Linked DNA regions of Mus musculus: region 2 is linked to region 1. A link is a contact called in public ChIA-PET data. All regions are on one chromosome and are shown on one strand. The core of a region is the stretch at or near the end of the contact, and the rest is flanking DNA. Distances in the headings are between cores, read along the strand shown. Region 1 overlaps Dync2li1 (dynein cytoplasmic 2 light intermediate chain 1). Region 2 has its middle 44 kb from the start of Gm46582.

Region 1 (2,700 bases), core at 178-2,677:
TGTGTATACCAAGAATATCTGCCAAGATAAAGTTCAAAATATTCAACAAATAGAAATTCTAAATTTGTGGTCTTTGTTCTCCTAGTTTGAACTAAATATAATATTATTCCACCTCGAAAGGGAAAGAAATCCAGAATTGGGCAGCACCTGCTGTCCTTGCAGAGGACCCAGGCTTGCTCCCCAGCACCTACACGGTAGCTCACGACGATCTGTAACTCCGAGGCATCCAGATCCTCTGACCTCCACAGGCACCCGGCATGCTCACGGTGCACGGTGCACACACGTGCACATGGTGTATACACACATGCACATGGTGCACACACATGCGTGCAGGCCCTACTCATCTACATAAGAAGTCTTTTATTTAAAAAGGAAATACATTCTTTCATATTCTATAATGTGTGTGAACTTTGAAGACACTATGCTACGTGAAATGAGCCAGTCACCAAACAGACAAAGCTGTCTGATTCCTTCTGTATGGGGTCCTCAAGCAGTGAGTCTCAGAGAAGCAGAAGTGAGGGGAGAAGCTGAGGCTGGGAGGGAAGGATGTGGGACATTATTCAGTGCATACGGAGTTGAGAAGCCACGAGGCTTGGGTGCACAGCAGTGTGAATGAAGGTGCTTCACACTGTGAACTGCACACTTAAAAAGGTATGCCAAAACGGTTTAGTGCATATATTTTCTTACAACATTTAAAACAAATATATACCATTAATTGCTTTCCAAATAATTTAAAGTTATATAAGTAATTTATTAAATCATTTAAATATCTTCCAAATCATTTGTTGGTTTTATGTCCTTGTTCATATAGGTTTTTTTTTTTCAACTCTCATATTTTGGCTGAGATTTGAAATAAAGAACAACATAAAAATCTCCCACTGTGTCCTTACTCGGTGCCTGGCATTTGGTTCTCAGCTCAGACATTGAGGCTGATCCAACGAGTCAGTATTCCCCACATGGCATGGGATCAGAGAGCTGGGGACAGAGCATGGCCCTTGGCGCTGCCCGCTCGCTGTGTCTCCGCTGGCCCCGCAAAGCAGCCATCCATTTGGGCATCGGGCATCGTTGTTCACTCCCGCCTCTGCCACTACAGCCCCCAGGACAGTGTTTGAGGGGCTTGTTTGTGTCTTGTGGAATAACATTATTATAGCTTTACCTCGGTGCTAGTATTCATTATTAATATAAAATATTCGATATTATTCACAAAGTGTTTAAGAGGAGGTGAGAATGACCCACCATCATGCTAATAGCGTCTGCCTTTATCGTGCAGGGATGAGTCAGCAAAGCCGACCTTAGCGTTGGAGTACACGTACGGAAGGAAGACCAAGGGGCACAACACGGTGAGTCCGTCCTGAAGTCCTGTCCCAGGCCTCAGGTGGGAGGCCATGGTGCTGAGATGGCTTACGTTATCTGCAAACAGGAAGCCCACCAGTGGTGCCTGGCACAGATGTGGGTTTTAACCTCACGTGCAGCTCAGCTGGCAGGAAGTCCGTGTAATCTGAGAGAACATTTCAGCTTTCTCTTTTGTACCTTAAAATGTTGAAAAGATTTATTTACAATGTCCGTACAGTTCTTTGGCCGACTTCTGCCCCTCTGATAGTGAGTTCCTTGTTTCGTGTGTGGTGTTTTCACTTTGGGGCTTGGGGTTTTGTCTCTTTTTCCACTCTGTATCTCAGACGGGCCTGAAACTCATTATGTAGCCCAGATGGCCCCAAGTTTGCAACTCTCCTGCCTCAGCTTCTGAGTATCAATAAGTTATAGACAGACATGTGACGGCAGGCCCAGCATGAAGTGAGATTTCTTTGGAGCTTGATGGTCTAGGGTTCTTTGATCACCTACAATATAGATGGCACTTTTTCTCTTTTTCAAATAAAAATAACTGCCTCCGTTCTCATAATTTACGAATTATCTCTAGACTTGCTATACGCACACTGTATGTGGAGCATACTTCCCCTTCTCCAAGCCTCCCAGAGCCTCCCCCCCCTCCACTCCCCCCCCTCCACTCCCCCAGCTTCAGATTCTTTCTCTCTCAAAAGTGGGGGGAGCTGAAGCAAACAAAAGAAAGACAAGAAGACAAACCCCACCAACAAAAGCCACACAGAAAAGCCTGGAATCACTGTATTTGTCCACTCTGCTCCTGGGCGTGAGGCCTGCCTGGAGCGTGCCTGCCTGACCTAGAGTAGAGTCACATGTGGTGTGGGGACAGAAATTCCTAGGGGACCATTTCTCAAACATAGGTGTGGGAAGAACAGGCCAGAGAAGGTCCTACTACTCCATACAAAAGCACATTTGTAGAGAATGATCTAGTTCCAATGTTCTCCCACTAGAGAGTGTCTTAAAGAACTGTTTGGTAGGACACACCCATGATCCCAGCACTCAGGAGGTGGAAGCAGGTGGATCTTTGTGAGTTCAAAGTCGGGCTAGTCCATGTAGTAAGCTCCAGTCCAGTCAGGACTGTGTAGTGAGCCCTTGTCTCATAAAATAAGAAAGGAAGGAAGGAAGGAAGGAAGGAAGGAAGGAAGGAAGGAAGGAAGGAAGGAGAGAAAAGAAAAAGAAAAAGAAAGAAAAAAGAAAAAGAAAGAGGGGAAGAGGGAGGGAGGGAGGGAGGGAGGGAGGGAGGAAGGAAGGAAGGAAGGAAGGAAGAAAGAAAGAAAGAAAGAAAGAAAGAAAGAAAGAAAGAAAGAAAGAGAAAAGAAAGAG
Region 2 (2,700 bases), core at 92-2,591, 230 kb after region 1:
TCAACCTGTGGGTCTTGATCCCTTTGAAGGCTGGACAATTGATTAATATCTGATCTCCTGCATATCAGATGCTTACATTGCAATTCATAACAGTAGCAAAATTACAGTAATGAAGTAACAATGAAAATAGCTTTATGGCTGGAGGGGAGGCACAACATGAGGAAGTGTATTAAAGGGTCACACAGCATTAGGAAGGCTGAGAACCACGTCCCTAGAGAACAATAATCTAGAGAGCAAGGGGGTGAGATGGCTTCTTCCCTTGCTTTCTTCTGTAAGTTGAGAGCTTCCTGTGGGGGGCGGGGACGGTAAAAGAGACAGACTGATTAAATAGAGTGCTGTCCATCTGTTCTGGCTTGCAGAGCAGCTTAAGGGGTGGGTGGGTGTTCACAACAGACGGTGGGTGACACTCCAGGAGTCTCAGTCAGTGTACAATGCCTGGATCCCTTCTTCCATCCCTAACCATTAGCTGGGACCATCTGACCTTGACTTCTATGTCTCAAGAAGTACTGCTCTAGTTTATGTGATAGCCAGTGTCTTGAACACTATTTAATCTCTCTCTCTCTCTCTCTCTCTCTCTCTCTCTCTCTCTCTCTCTCTCTCTCTCTCTCTCTCTCTTTTGTGTGTGTGTGTGTGTGTGTGTGTGTGAAAGAGAGAGAGAGAGAGAGAGAGAGAGAGAGAGAGAGAGAGAGAGAGAGAGAGAGAATGAGTTTCCTGTCACTCCATATTGATCAGCAATAGATCTAAAAGGTACTAGGAAAGATGTATGAGTATTTCTACATCCAGACACAGTGGTGCGCACTTGTAATCCCAGCACCCAGGGGCTGAAGCCAAGACAAGGACAGCCTGGGTAGAGGAAGAGGATCTATTTCAAAATAAAATAGAAATGTTATAAGTACTTATCTAAGTACTCATAAAAAAACAGAGAAAAGCCATTCTTCATCCAGTTGTGTGGGGACAGCTACCACACCATATCCTTCTGTGAATGGAACTCACATGAGGAACTGTTCCCAGGGCTCAAGGGGACAGAGGGACACTGAAGTAATCCAGCTCATAACTGTAGGTGGCAACTGCGAGTCTTGCTCCTTGAACTTGAGACTCTCTGAAGCCACCCCTCCCCTAGCACTGCAAAGGGAGGTTGGGACTGGAGAGCTGAAGGGGACATGGAGATCGAGAGGCTGAGCCCACCCTGAGAAGGCTCTGCCTCCCATAGGGGATGATGGTTCCTCACAGGACAACAAGCAACGGGCAAGTACTGCCTTCTTCCTCCAGCCTTGTAGCCTCCCCCCGGCTCCCCACACCCCCTCTGTGCTCCCCACTCTCATAGGACAACAAGCAAAGCAGAAATACTGACTTCCTCCTCCAGCCTTGCAGGCTCCCCGCAACTTCTCAAGCCCGCTCTGCGCTCCCCACTATAAAGGTTAACCGGAAGCCTGCTGACAAAAAGAATCTAGTTTGCTCGGCCCCAGCCTGAGACAACAGAAGACTGGAGTTGGAGTCTTCCAGGAGACAGCATTCACTCACTAACACCCCAGGGCCAGGCTGACATTAATGACAGGATTTTGCCTTCAGCTATGGGTGGAGTCTCCACCAAAAAGAGAGAGCAGATATAATGCCTGCTTCTGGGGGAAACAGAAGTAATGCTCTAGAATGATGCATTACTCTGGCCTCTTGGGACCAGAGCTGTCACCCAGCTAGAGCTGGGATAAGTTAAGTGAGAATGGGGATGAAGAAGAGGAGACACTTAGGCCAACTGTCCATTTCCAGTGTTGGGAGGAGAGTAGAGATGTATGCCACTGAGCCTGTGCGGGGCACGCTGTGATGGGCTGGCTGGAACGGCTCAGACCGTAAAGTGCGAGTTGGAAATCAGTTGGGAGCTGTAACCTAACCTCAGAAGGTCTGCAGAGGCAGTGAAAACTGATACAACCAAGTTGCTAGAAGGAGATGGCTTCTAGGGGAGAGGGTCACAATCGACCCCAACCCAGGGAACATAGCTTGCCGTGGTGCAGCAGCAGAGGTGAAGGTGACAGTGAACGGCATCTCCAGATGAACAGGAAGAAACATCGCAGTGGGAGGGACCCCCTTCTGCACACCATGAGGCGCTGACCCACCTTTACCGTATCCATCTTCCCTTTAGAGACAGAATCAGGAGGCCAGCCCTCTCCAGAGGGGAGAGACAGTTCTGCCAGGGAGTGTCTGGAAGACTGAAAAATTTGCGCTTGAAGACAAATTTCTCAACTGAATCTGGGTTAGCAACCTCCCATCCCATTCACTCTGCCAATTTTTCAAAGCCAGATGGGACCTAATTACCTTTAATTAGGAAGTTTAAATTGTCACTTCTACCCTGGATGAGACAAATGGAGCCTTGAGAGAATGATAAAGTTAGCTGTGTCCTTTTTCTTACAAGTGGATGCAGAGAATGATTCCCCTTGCAGAACAGAGCTCAGAGAAAGAGATGCCAAGCATGGCAGGTGGCACGGTGGTCCTCATGGCAACACACGTAAGAGGATTCCAGGCCATGGTCTCAGAATTTCCTCATTTCCTAAAACCAGTATTTCCCTTGGTTATTTTGTTGGGAGTGAGTGAGTCTGTCTTGGTTAGATAACAGCAGTTTATCCACTTGTAAAATCAGAACCAGACACATAGATGGATGCTTTACCGGACTAGTAGAAGTCTAACCTGAGCTACGTAGTGAGTTCAAAA

What was found. ChIA-PET counts read pairs in DNA pulled down with a chosen protein or histone mark.
Region 2: a contact with region 1 is called in an RNA polymerase II ChIA-PET map of memory CD8 T cells, with 8 read pairs. The contact joins two enhancer-like sites. A contact is called at or near these places in 1 of 484 Hi-C or Micro-C datasets (CD8 T cells), 1 of 115 datasets of contacts at active chromatin or transcription factors (memory CD8 T cells) and 1 of 9 other capture datasets (pancreatic islet).

Annotation. Positions count from the first base shown.
Region 1 is chr17:84,632,249-84,634,948 of GRCm38.p6, forward strand. It overlaps Dync2li1 (dynein cytoplasmic 2 light intermediate chain 1), which reads left to right. Exons shown (of 13, transcript NM_172256.2): 4 at 1,271-1,340. Among named protein-coding and RNA genes, the nearest start is that of Dync2li1, 7.1 kb to the left of the region's middle. Within about 2 kb of position 1,428, at least 45 of the 459 cell types and tissues checked have an H3K27ac peak or open chromatin away from gene starts, as enhancers often do. A contact at or near this core is called in CD8 T cells and memory CD8 T cells, where this site is marked.
Region 2 is chr17:84,858,775-84,861,474 of GRCm38.p6, forward strand. No RefSeq gene overlaps it. Among named protein-coding and RNA genes, the nearest start is that of Gm46582, 44 kb to the left of the region's middle. Within about 2 kb of position 1,342, at least 104 of the 459 cell types and tissues checked have an H3K27ac peak or open chromatin away from gene starts, as enhancers often do. A contact at or near this core is called in CD8 T cells and memory CD8 T cells, where this site is marked.